Regions from separate parts of the Drosophila melanogaster genome. Here region 1 is linked to region 2. The links are chromatin contacts, called in public Hi-C maps. All regions are on one chromosome and are shown on one strand. The core of a region is the stretch at or near the end of the contact, and the rest is flanking DNA. Distances in the headings are between cores, read along the strand shown.

The links. A called contact is a pair of places that touch in the nucleus more often than the background predicts.
Region 1: a Hi-C map of the Kc167 cell line shows a contact between it and region 2, with 2.0 times the contacts expected there. The contact joins the promoter of pps here to the promoter of Pbp95 in region 2. A contact is called at or near these places in 10 of 107 Hi-C or Micro-C datasets (the D17-c3 cell line, the Kc167 cell line, embryo and 2 more).

Annotation. Positions count from the first base shown.
Region 1 is chr3R:12,410,125-12,416,737 of dm6, forward strand. pps (protein partner of snf) reads left to right here and starts at 3,704. Exons shown (of 11, transcript NM_141936.2): 1 at 3,704-4,162; 2 at 4,228-4,632; 3 at 4,747-6,458; 4 at 6,524-6,613. The coding sequence starts at 4,033. It overlaps Dip-C (Dipeptidase C), which reads right to left and starts at 3,635. Exons shown (of 1, transcript NM_001300377.1): 1 at 1,685-3,635. The coding sequence starts at 3,259. The coding sequence ends at 1,784. CG5196 reads left to right here. Exons shown (of 5, transcript NM_141934.2): 3 at 151-232; 4 at 336-856; 5 at 911-1,644. The coding sequence ends at 1,345. It also overlaps sncRNA:649.
Region 2 is chr3R:8,012,348-8,018,752 of dm6, forward strand. It overlaps Pbp95 (PSEA-binding protein 95kD), which reads left to right and starts at 1,444. Exons shown (of 3, transcript NM_141503.4): 1 at 1,444-1,952; 2 at 2,064-2,619; 3 at 2,680-4,263. The coding sequence starts at 1,491. The coding sequence ends at 3,827. CG10435 reads right to left here and starts at 854. Exons shown (of 3, transcript NM_141502.3): 1 at 1-854. The coding sequence starts at 722. It overlaps CG2747, which reads right to left. Exons shown (of 7, transcript NM_169205.3): 6 at 5,861-6,405; 7 at 3,863-4,658. The coding sequence ends at 4,333.

The DNA.
Region 1 (6,613 bases), core at 2,454-4,953, 4.4 Mb after region 2:
CGATAGAAGGTGGGTGGGAGGTGGTCGGTCACCTAATGAGCTGTGCGTCGTTAGGTTTTGTTGTACCTGACGGCATCGGGAAACGCGCATAAATCACGAATAATATACTCGTTTTCGCTGTGTATTTTAATGAATTTTAATTTTTGTCAGGATCCCAAGGACGCCCAGTTCCTGCAGTACTGCAAAAAGTGCGAGGGCTACAAGGCACCACGCTCCCATCATTGTCGCAAGTGTAAGTGATATTAAGATGATTTGCACAGGAATTTAAAAGAACTTAAGCAAATGAAAATTGTTTAAATCGAACACCATAATGATTTATATATCTGACCACTTAGGTGATCGCTGCGTCAAGAAGATGGACCATCACTGCCCATGGATCAATCACTGCGTTGGCTGGGCCAACCACGCGTACTTCACATACTTCCTGCTCTTCTCCATCCTGGGCAGCCTGCAGGGCACCGTGGTGCTGTGCTGCTCCTTCTGGCGGGGAATCTACCGCTACTACTATCTCACCCACGGATTGGCGCACTTGGCTAGCGTGCAGTTCACTCTGCTCAGCATCATCATGTGCATTCTGGGCATGGGCCTGGCCATCGGTGTCGTCATTGGCCTGAGCATGCTGCTGTTCATTCAGCTGAAGACGATTGTAAACAACCAGACGGGCATAGAGATCTGGATAGTGGAGAAGGCCATTTACCGCCGATATAGGAATGCCGACTGCGACGACGAGTTCCTATATCCCTATGATTTGGGCTGGCGGGCAAATTTGCGACTGGTATTCAATGACGAGTGCCAAAAGCGAGGCGATGGCATCGAGTGGCCAGTGGTGGAGGGTTGTGATCAGTATACATTGACGGTGAGTATTGCAGATTGTATTTAGAGAGCGCAGATTAACATGTATTTCCTGCAGCGCGAGCAACTGGCGCAGAAGGAGGAGAAACGAGCTCGAACCCGCACCTTCAAATGCACAAGGCCAGTGACTGGCCGTTGGCTGCCGATCTTTTCGCAGGGTTGGCGTGTTTGTGTGGCCGCTCCCTGCTCCGATGAGCCACGCATCAGCCTGCGACCCAACGACATGATTAAGGTCACTCGCTTCCGCAACCACTGGCTGTTCGGCGAGCGAGTGCTTTCCGAGCAAGAGCTAGCTGGCGTCAAGAAGCGCCAACGCAAGGGTCCCATTCGTGGCTGGTTCCCACGACGCAGCGCCGTTGAGGTCATTGAGGCGGTCCATGAAGGCAGCGGCGATGGCAACAGCGAGACACCAGCACCTGCGGCCCAGAATGGCAACGCCCACAGCCACTTGAAGCAGCAGCAGCGAAACGGACATGCCAAAAAGTACATGTAGCCCGGATCGGGCAGAGATCAATCGATGGCATTCTGTGCCACATTCGGCTTGTATATAGAATTAGATTCCGCTTGGAGACTCGACTGTTTAACGCTTAGCCAGGCCGTCATCCCGTTTACTCTGTTAACAATGTCGACCAATAAATAACGCGAAAGTTTGGTATCAGTTGCTGATGTGAATCGAAATTAATCCAGTTGTGTATCAGCAGATAACGCTTATCTTTTTCAGATAGTAAATGCAGCGTAAATCTCATGGCGACAAAGTAAAATATATATAAATATGTATAATTAAAGTATTGTTTTAAAGTTTCCCATAGAAACTTGACAAACCTTTAGATGTCAACTGATGAGACCTTATTTATTTATTGGGTATTCCATAATTTGATTATGATACAGATTATATTACATATGTTTACGCGTGGAATATAGTTTAAAAGCTCTAAACCGGCGAATCATATTTACAGGTCATGGTTGCCTCGATGTCCTCCACCGTTCGCGGCACAATCGCAAAGTTCTCCACGCCAGTCTTCGTGATGAGCACATCGTCCTCGATGCGCACACCTCCGAAATTCCGGAAGCGATTGAACATCTCTGCGTTAATGAATTTAGCAATGTTCGGATCGGCCAGAGCGCGGTCCATCAGCCAGTTGATGAAGTAGCAGCCGGGTTCGATTGTGACATACATGCCGGCCTTAAGGATGCGGGCAAAGCGCAGCTTGCTCAGCCACGGTTCACTGGGGCGCTTGGGCTCCTTGGGCAGATAGCCGCCCACGTCGTGCACATCCAGACCGATCAAGTGGCCCAGGCCATGTGGCTGGAACACGCCCGAAACACCTGCCTCGAGCATCTCCTCCACATCGCCCTTGAGCATGCCGCCCTCCTTCAGGCGCTGCAGCAACACCCTGCCCGCCAGCTTGTGCATGTCCACCCAGGAGACTCCGTCACGGGCTGACTCTGTGACCGCATTGCGGGCATCCAGCACGGCATTGTAGATGAACTTCTGGTCGTCGGTGAACTTTCCATTGGCCGGGAATGTGCAGGTTATGTCGGCCGCATAGCCACAATAGTTGGCTCCCATATCGAACAGGCAGAGATCACCATCCTGGACGGGCTTGCTGTTGGGTGCGCCCGCGTGTCCATAGTGCAAGATCGACGAGTTCGTTCCGCTGCCGCATATGCAGGTGTAGGAGGCATGCCGGCAGCCGCCCACGGAGTAGGCGTGGTGCAGGAACAGGGATTCGCCCTCAAATTCCATTCTACCGGGACGCATAAACCGCATCACCTTGATGTGCGCGTCCGAGGATACCTTGGCCACGTAGCGCAGCACCTCGATCTCTTCGGGTGACTTGATCACTCGGCACTCAGAGAGAATTGGATACAGCAGATTGCAGTCAGTCACATACTTCTCCTTGCCAGCAAAGTCGGGCGGCTGAAGGGTGAGCCCGCTATCGCTGTTGGTGCCACTCAATGTGAGTATCAGCTTGGGCGACGCCCCCTCCAGATAAACACTCATTTCGTCAACATAAAACACCTCGTCCACCTCGTACATGGCCTTGAACTCCTGCAGCCCAAGCAGTTCGCCCATCCAGGTGCCGTACTCATCGGGAAAGCGAGGAACAAAGAGAACACTTTTCTGTGCACCAGTTTTCACATCAATGGTTAGGATGCCGTAGCAGCCCGGCTCCTTGACACCGAACAAGTACTGGAAATAGGACTCCTGCCGGAAAACGTAGTCCACGTCGGTGTTGTACAGGCTCTGGTCCTTGCCGCCCTCGAGGAGCACCAGCAGGTTGCCGTCGTTGAACTTGAGGCCCGGCAGCAGCTCCTTAAGGATGGCCTTGCCAGCACGATCCCTGTTGTTCCGGAAGAGGGTCATGGGCACTGCGTAACCCGATCCCATCTGAAAGGCGGCCATGGTGTTGCGACGGAGGACAAAGTTTAACTGGCGCTCTGGACAACAATGAGTGCTCGAGCAAGTGAGATTAGCTGATAATAGCCAATAACCGGGCTAACAAAGGCAGTAAATTATGTGGGTTTTATCAGTGTTTTTTGTTTTCTGTTTTCGCAAAAGTATGACCGAGAACTGAACGCGAAAAAAAACAAGCTTAAATTACAATTCATCGATCGGGAATTTTATTTTTTTAAATATATTCTTTAATATTTTTAATTAGCTCAATTCATTTATTTATCATACGGTTTTCCTTTTTGGCAGCCGACCTTGAAAATAAAGGATTTCCCTAAATAAACACAGATTAACATTTTGTTCAAATGAGCTAGCAATTGAAACTAGTTCCGCAGAGCGAGGCACAGAAACTATCGATAACCTACAGCATCGGCATCATTCCCAAGTCTGGTCACACTGGAAGTGGCTTTTTTTGCAAATTTTATTTTCATAATTGAGAAAAATTTGCATTTTAAAGCGAAACAGCAACGGATTAAGCTCTCGAATCTCAACAATATAACAGCCAGCTTGTGGGCGCAGCCAGCAGAGCATCACCAGTATTAAGTATAGGGCGAACGCAGCCCAGTGACCGTTTTCCACCTACTATCCAATTTCAATGTCGGCGTCACAACGCGGCGGATGCAACAACAAATGAGTCGTTGTTCTGTTCCAAGCTAATTAAGTACACGCTGTGTGGGCCGCCGACTCCAATGCGCCGCTAGCGGGGATCACGAGCAGTTGGCGTCATGTCCAGTTCGGTGTTTACGGAGGCGCCCAGCGCCCGGCCGGCGGCAGCCGAAGCCGACTCCAATCTGGTTGTGGTCTACAGCAAGAGCGGAATCTCCTTCGACGAGCGTGCGATTGGGAACATCATGGGTAAGTGGGTCCAATAGGCCTGACACACGCTCATTGCTCCCCACACTGACATGGGCTTGTTGCAGAGGAAAAATCGATTTCCACCATTAGCGTGGTGCGGATTACATCGCCCACGCCGAGCATGGTGGACCAAGAGGAAGACGAACGGCTGGAGGAGCTGGCGAACTTTATGGAAACTGCCACCGACTCGGAGCTGGACAGTGACAATGGCAGCCAAAGTGGTGGCGATAATGCCAGTGAGATGGATGAACACGACGAGGAGAACCATAACACCGGTGACGACAACAATAGCGACTCCACGGAGACGGAAGCCGATGCCCCGCGCACACGCAAGCGAGTTGGCCGAAAGCCCAAGGCCATCAAAAAGCGAAAGCGACGCAAACCCAAGGAGCGTCCACAAATTGTGGGTTTGCGAGTGGAGCAGTTTTATGCGGACAACACGGCTGATATGGTTGTGAAAAATGCACTGAGTAAATAACGTACATCGATGTGGTCCAAATGATAAAGCAAAACAACATCATTATTTCGAGCACAACGAAAGTAAACGAACTTTAGCTTTCAACTAATTTGTATTCTATTTACAGAGCTTGCCGGAGTTTCCGTCTACAAAAGGACTGCGGAGACAGACGCTCTTATGGAAGTTATTCGAAATGACCACAACTACACACCGTTTACCTCGCCAGAGCAGCTGAAGAACCACAAGCGCGATGAGAAGATGGCCATGGAAATGCAGGCCCAAAGCCGCAAAATCATAATGCAGGCACCGGGCAGTGTCAAGCTAATCAATGCCAAAAAACGAGTCCAGGCCATACCCTTAAGCCCGGTGCAGGTCAAGGTCCAGAGACTGCCAGTCAAGCCCCACCAAGTTCAGCAGGCAGCGCAGCTGCAACCGAAAGTGCAGCTGATCCGCAAGCCCATCCATTCGCCACTGCCAAGACAGAAGCCAGAGATTATCGCGAACAATTCGGTCAATGCCAGGCTGAGGCCCACTCGTGCTCCAGTCAAAGTGATTGCTCCGCCTGTGCAGGAATACATCGAAGATGATGATGACGCCCAAAGCTCGGATTCCGCCGAAGAGGAAAATGCCGACAAGGCCTATGATTCGGAGGAAATGAGTGAGGAGAGCGATGAGTTCCAGGAATCGGACAACGACAGGGACAGTGACATGGACTTCGATATGAGGCATAGCAATAGACGTAATCCGAATAAGAGGAAGCGGGTTAGAAAGGTGGTTAGGCAGACTCCCAGCAAACCAATGAAGCCGCTGCCTCCGCCACCCACAACGCCGCAGCACTTCCCCGAGCTGAAGAAACGCAAGGAAGTTTTGGAGCCGAAGGCGCCGCAAATTGGGCAAATAATCCAGATGCCTGCCACAAAATCAGTGCCCGCAGTGTTTGCCCTAGGCAGAGGTCTTCCAAGCACATCGTTTCTCAAAATCCGGCCCACACATCAATCGCTGCCTGTGAAGAGACCTCCACTGCCAACGACACCGGCCAATTCCAATGTTCGTCGTATGCCTGCCGTGCAATTGGGAAGGATCGTAAACTCGCCGCAGGAAGTTAAAGAGATTATTATCAACAAGAATATGGCCAGTCCCAAAGGAGTGTTTACCAATCTCAACACTTTGCTGGGTGAGGACAACAATGCAGCCACAAAATCTTCGCCAGTTCCACTCCGACACCGGGCCGTCATGTCGCCAAGCACGCCGAGATCGAGCTACAATCAGCAGATGTCGCCAATTGTGGTTCCGGTTCCTGCTCAGGCACATACCCCATCCAAGGGCTTCATGCCCATCGGCGTGGACACAGCTCAGTCGCATAAACTGCCCGCCCAAATAGTAATCGAGACGCACCAGAGTTCCTCCGAGCTGGCAGCAGAAAATGACAAGCAGCTCGATCTGATCAACTCGATTGTGCAGGACGAGCTACTTAAGTCCACGCTTGTGGAGCAGCCGGTAGTAAATGCGGACGAGGATATACCGAAACTGGTTAAGATGCTGGAGAGTACAGCGGCGGATCTAGATCCGCCACCAGTGTCCTTGCCTACGAATATTTTTCCAGCTCCCGAGATGCAGGGAGTGGGAAATGCAGCTGCAGCCGATCCGAATAATATAATGGATACGGCGAATGAGGATGAGATTACAGCTGATTTTCTCCAGCACGTGGTCGGTCTCATCGAGGAGGACAAACAGTTTGAGGCCGAGGTGGTTAAGCAAGTATTGGCTAGTACAGAGCCCGGAACCCTGGACGCCATCGTATCTATGCCTACGTCCATTGAGCCCGTAGACGTGCCGCAAGTACAGGCAAGTGTAGAATATCCTGGTTATTGATTTTGCTAGCTAACTGCATTGCTCCTTTACAGGCACACACGAACCTACTGCCGAATGCAAGTCTTACGGAGCCCGCACAATCGATGACCTCATTGCCGATTGCCTGCAGTACACCCTCGAGG
Region 2 (6,405 bases), core at 194-2,693:
TCCTTGGAATGATCCTCATGCGGCGGCTCCTGCTGCTGCTGATCCTGCTGCTGTTGATCTATGCGCTTCTCCAGCTGTGTCTGGTGCAGAACCTGAGCTAGTATGTCTAGATCGTTGATGGTCTTCAGCTCGATATTGTCGAAAGGTGTGGAGTTCATATTGTACTCAAAGTCTGCGTAGTTTAGGGAGCTGTTACGCTTGTGCAGCGTCTGCGGACTGACCACTGGAGTGGTGCTCAGAATGGTGGGCTGCAAGATATTGTGAAAATTACACACACTTATTGACTTTGGTTCGTGGGAAGAGTCGCGTGACTCAGCGGTGATTGGAGGTGGTGGCTGCTGTTGCTGTTCCTCGTCCCTCTGCTCGGGCTCGTTCTTCTTTCGCTCCTTCTCGTCCTCATCCGATGACAAGTCGTCCGCACTAGGATAATCAACTGCTCCAAGCATCTCCTTCTGTCTCGCCTCCAGCGCCCGTTGGCGTTCCTCCTTGCGACGCTCCTGGCGACTGGCTCGCTCCTCGCGCTGCTGGCGACGCAGGTGGCGCCATCGTTGCGCCTGACTCAGCACGGCCCTCTCCAGCTGACAGTCATACTGGTAATCCGGATGATCCGTGTAGAAACCTTCTCGGAATTGCGACAGGCGATTGAGGGTCGCCTGCGGCAGGTGGTACACGGCAGGCGGTGGTTTGTAGCGCTCGACTATCTTGACCGGGACATCTTCCATGTTATGCTAGCGCATTCACCACGAATTTTGTTAATTAAGTTGCTACTACGCGTTTTTTTTTCTCTGTTCTCTTTTGTTGTTTCTCGAGCAGCAGCGATAGGCGATTGGTATTGTCATCGGTCACTGCTGATTCGCCAATTTCGACTAGTGTTGAATATCGTTTTTCCTTGAGATGCTCACCTAATTAGGTGTACTCAGGCTTGGTTGCGAGTTTGACAACAGCTGATATTAAATCTACCCAAATTTTCGCCAATTTGAGGGCGTATGAAAGGCTTAACAAAAATCGGAATACATTAATAGTTTCTACAGATCACGTTATACAACATAAAAAAATTAAAATTACAAAACATTTTGACATACTAAATATTTTTTGTTACCAAGGGTATCATTATTTAGTGCATGGCGGATAGTTTTAAGATCTTTATTCTAAAAAACTATTTTTGACCAAACTTTTGTTTAAAATAATCCCGCGCTTTTACAACTGAGTTTATTGAAATCATGTTCTTTCCACTAGATAAAACCAAAGTTTCTGGGAATAAATAAGGACGAAAAATGGCAGTTATGATATCTATTTTATCTCTATCTATTCTTTAATAGGTCTTAGTCCAATAATACAGCAATTTCCTATGTAATGTTCAATGTTACTTTATTTGCAGGGTATTAATTTGCTTAATGCAGTTCGACCATTGCAACCATTTTATCGATAGTTGATGCCGGGAATAGTTCATCGCTAAAGTCAAAGGCAATGTAAACAAAACAACCTGAGCAATGGACGATGCCGATGATCTGCGCATAAACCAGCAGCAGCTTATGGACGAGATTTCGGCCCTCTTGCAGAACACAGCGAAGCCGAGCGCCGCCAACGCACTGCAGCTGAATCAGGAGCTCCAGCGCCGGCTCATGCAAGTCCGGACCAAAATTCTGGCCATGTTACAAGTAGTAAGGGCCCGCTTCTCTCGGAACGAGGACATCCTGGTGCGCCGGCTGCGACCTCGTTCCCATTTCGGCCCGAATTCCCTCAATCTTAGCGGGGCGATCCTGCGGAAGGGCACGTTTCGCTTCAAGGGCAACCTGTTTTTCCGAGACATCGATGGTCGAAGCTGTCCTAACAACGAGGATTACGAGGCGCGGTGCCACACGGAGATGTTTCCCACCGACTTTGACATGCACTCCAGACATGTATGGACATTGCTAGACAAAAAGAATGTGATAATGGGTATAAAACAACAGGTGAGTGGACCCTTCGAGTGGTTCAGATTGATTGCCAAATACCCATTTAATAGCAATGAAAAGTTAAATAGCAATACTAATATTCTGTTTTATAAAAAACTCAATTCTCAGTTACTGGAGCATAGGGCCCACAGTACGAATGCGCTGCCCAGCGGAAGCCTGAAGCGCAAGCCAATCGAGCGACACTTAAGTACACTGGTAAGTCTGCTGGCAACTGCGGATAGTAGCTTCAGCATCGACTGGAACCAGATCAGCACCCTGGACTTGGAATATCGGCACTCACCATATAGCTGTGAGGCAATGTGGAGGGTCTACTTAACACCAGATCTCAGGCGAGACGATTGGTCACCCGAGGAGGACGAAACTTTACTGGCGGTGGCCACTGCGAACAGGATGCAGAACTGGGAGTTGATAGCCGCGTCGCTAGACCGACGTTCCGACTATCAGTGCTTCGTACGCTTTCATACCGCCCTACGTTTTCTGCTGGAGCCAAAGAACAGCCACCGCTGGAGCGAAGAGGACAACGATAAACTAAGGGCGATCGTTGATAGGAATACGGCAAACAGTGTAATAAACTGGAAAAAAGTCGTGGAATACTTCCCGGACAAGTCCAAATCAACGCTGATTGGTCGTTACTACTACGTGTTGCATCCTAGCATCAGTCACGGTAGGTACCCAATATATTGAATAATTTTTAATTTATTATTTCGCTCCTTTGAAACTGCAGAACCCTTCACTACCAAGGAGGACATGATGCTGTTCGCCGCCGTTGAAGAGTACAATGGAAAGTTTCACTGTTTTCCGCGTTCTCTTTTCCCAAACCGGTCGTTAACCCAACTCCGAACTCGCTACCACAATGTACTGGCACAACGCAACAAGACCGACTCCTGGTCCGTTCAGGACGACACACGGCTGATGAGCTTCGTAACGCAATACGGGGCTTCCCAGTGGCTTAACTGTGCCACGTTCTTGGGCAATCACACGCGGACCAGCTGTCGAACCCGCTTCCTAGTCATCAAGAAATTCCTTGAACAAAATCCCAATGCAAAAGTGGAAGACCTGCCACGCCGCCGATCGAAGAAGGTGTCCTTGGTTAACTCTGATAACTGGGCGCAGCGTTTGCAAGAGTGGCAAGAGGACCCAGAGTCATTAGTTAATGATAACCCCCCGAAAGGAACTCGGGTGCGCGGTCCCAAATCGAAAAAGGCTAGGATCGAGCGACAGGCAGAGAGTTTCTCAAGACTTTCGAAAGTTGATATAGAGTTCTGCAACTTCTTTAAGTTTAGTTATAATCTGACGCTGAGCACTCCAAAAACTTTTCCAGTTCCAAAAGACGTTTATAACCTTGCCTACGTGATCAGAGCTCTTGCATATAAGCCACCAATTCGACCCTCGCTCTTACAAAACATATTTATGCCAAATGATGTGCTTAAGTGCTACAACAGCATGATCCGAAACCTTCCGGACGAGGAAGGTGATATGAAGAGCCCACTTTTGCCACCCAACTGGTCAACTATGATGGGGTTTCGAGCCTTATGCATTCTTTCCGGAGATTGTCGCAAGGATACGGAAACACGTAGCTTCGAATACAATGAATCTTTACCACCCATCCAGCTTTTCCGCAAGCGGTTGCAAGCTCTTTTCTATCGTACCACTCTTCTCAGCCGCTTGGAATCACAACTCTTTACGGACTTACCATCAGCATTAGTTTCTTTACCACGCCCCAAACACGATTATGCAAAAATGGGTACACATGTTGAATTAATCGATCCAGAGCCGGCACCACAGAATGATCTAAAATCCGAGCCGCTTAGCGAGAATGAAGTGATTAATACAGTCAAGCAGGAATTGGAAATGGAATATACAGTTCCATAGGAACTAATAAGTAAATATGTAATATTGATTAATTTAAGCTTTAAAAGTTTATATTTTTTACTTCATATCGCGTTATATAATAGTTCATTACAATGGCTAACAAATAATTTATAAACTTGTAGGTACTTTTAACGTATTTCACATACAGCAAAATCAAATGCCGGACCGATGTGCATTAGGGTGGCTCATTTTTCTGATTGTAGTTTAAAAATATTGCTTAGGTTTGAAAAAAGGTATATTTATAGCAAAACGCCCTGCAAAACGAAACAATTTAATACACAAGCAGTCAAAAAAACTAATGTATATTTTAGTTGCCGTTTTACAATCCTTTCAAAACTTTTATCCCGGATATTTAGTTATTAGAGCAAAATTGTCTAAACCTTATTTTCAATATAAAAAGAACCGATCCATCCTATTGTTCATGCGGTAACAATGTATTACAAAGCATTTTTATGATAGCACTAGCAGCTTGAGAACTATTTTGTTCGATTCCCGGGGGAGGCGCTCATTGGAAGTTACTGAAATCCGTCTTCAGCTTGATCGTAGGCTTCTGCGGCTTGGCCAGCAGGTTCCTCTGCGCCTCGCTTGCTTTTTGGGCAATGTTAATCGACTGCTGTTGGCTGCGAATGGCCGCTTCTAGTTTTTGTCGCAGTTCCGGTGTTTGACCCATCAGGGCCTTAAACTCCTGCGGATATTTCGGACCGATCTTCAGTAGCCACTGCAGCGCCTGGTCGTGCAGCTGCCGTTGATACTTTGGCAGCGTCCGGAGTCGACTGGGTTCCGCTAGGAAGCCAATGAGCACAGGGACCAACAGAGTCAGCATCTGAATATCTGTGAAGTGTGGACAAGGAACAATTAATATTATAATCCTAAGTTTAAGGGCTTGCTAAACGGAACATCAATTCACAGAGATGGACAAGTCGCTTCATCCCGTACTTTTACTTCATACGTGCAACATTTAAAGCGTAATTTTAATTGACAACAAGAACTAGGAACTATGCTATGGATTGGTGCATTGAAAAACATTGAGTGTGCAATAAACGTTGCAATTCATGACTATAAGGCAGTTAAGATAACATAAATAAAAAAACGAATAGAATGTTCATATTTAATGGTAGGAAAATAATTTCATTTCCATTTAGCAGACCGATGAAAAAGGAGTAAATTTACAACGCGTGTGTAAGTGTGAACAGTTATGCCTTATATTTCTGAAACGCTTTTTTGACATGAAACGTGTGAGTTTATGATCGAGCTCTTCTATTTACCTTGTAGCAAGTTCATGTTTCCTAACGTTTTTTTTTAAATATTATTTTTTTTAATGTTTTGTAAATGATTTGTGATTTGATAAAAAGAGAAGACAGAGAAAAGAGCAAATATATAATAACTTATTTCGTTTTCCCTTCCCATCGTGTGAAGTTTAAAATGAATGTACTTAAACCAATACTTTGGCTGCGTTCGAAGATATATTTGAAGAAAACAGATCGATACGACAGAACAGCCTAATTATGTTGGAAAGGGGAGTGTGTTAACTATTAAGGCGGGTAAGGGGGAACTGCTAGAACTATATTCTAAAATGGGGTACTCCTGCACCAAATGAAAGTTATGTCGAATTTTATCCTTTCTAGTCACAATTTAACATTATTCGAAGAAGTCCTTATAATCAATCAATGATCAATTTTTATTAGTTAGCAATCATTTAATTATGATATAGTCGAGTTCCTGGACTATTTAATATCCGTTAGACACGTATGGACACGGCCAAGTAGATTTGCCTTCTGATACTGAAAAAAAATGTATACACTTTATAGGGTCGAAAACGCTTTCTTCCACCTCTTTCATACTTTTCACTATTTTCCATGAATTATAATTCCAAATATATCCCTCCTAAATCCAAAGGTATAATTATTTAATCTAGTTATATAACATAAACAAAAACACGTTCTTAAGGTTAAGTATTCTTTCTCAAACAGGAGTACCCCGAGATTTAAAGAAGGACCAAGCTTAATGATTTTCAAATACAACCAGTTACTTACGGTTCTGCGGCTCCGACAAGTCTATAAGCTGCTCCACGGTAACGATGCTCTCCAGGGTGACCTGTAGCTCCAGTTCGCTTGTGGGCACCTTGCTGGACTCCGCATACAACGATTCGATTATCCTAGGCGCAAGTGCGTGGATGTAGGGTGTTGCCGTCTTCAATTCGGCCCGAGCGAAGATCGATCGCGTGGTCTCGATGCAGCGCAGCTTCACCGAGAGGTTCTCCGACTGCAGGCACTGCCGGAAGTGATTAATGCATGGATATTGCAATGAAGGTGTAGCCACAACGGAGGCGGGAGTATGTAGAATAAAAACAGTGATGGCCAGCAGCATAGTGACCTCGTCGACTTTCCTTTCCTCGTTATCGCCAGCCGTTTTGGTGAGATCCACAATGGTGGCCAGTGCACTTTGCAGTAACTGTTGCCATTCCTCGGTTGTCTCCTCTACTTTAGCCCACTTGTGGACACAAACGGATCGCAAGCACTGCAGGGCAGACTTCACAGCACACGTATTTGCCAAGATAGTACTATCTATGGCCGACTTG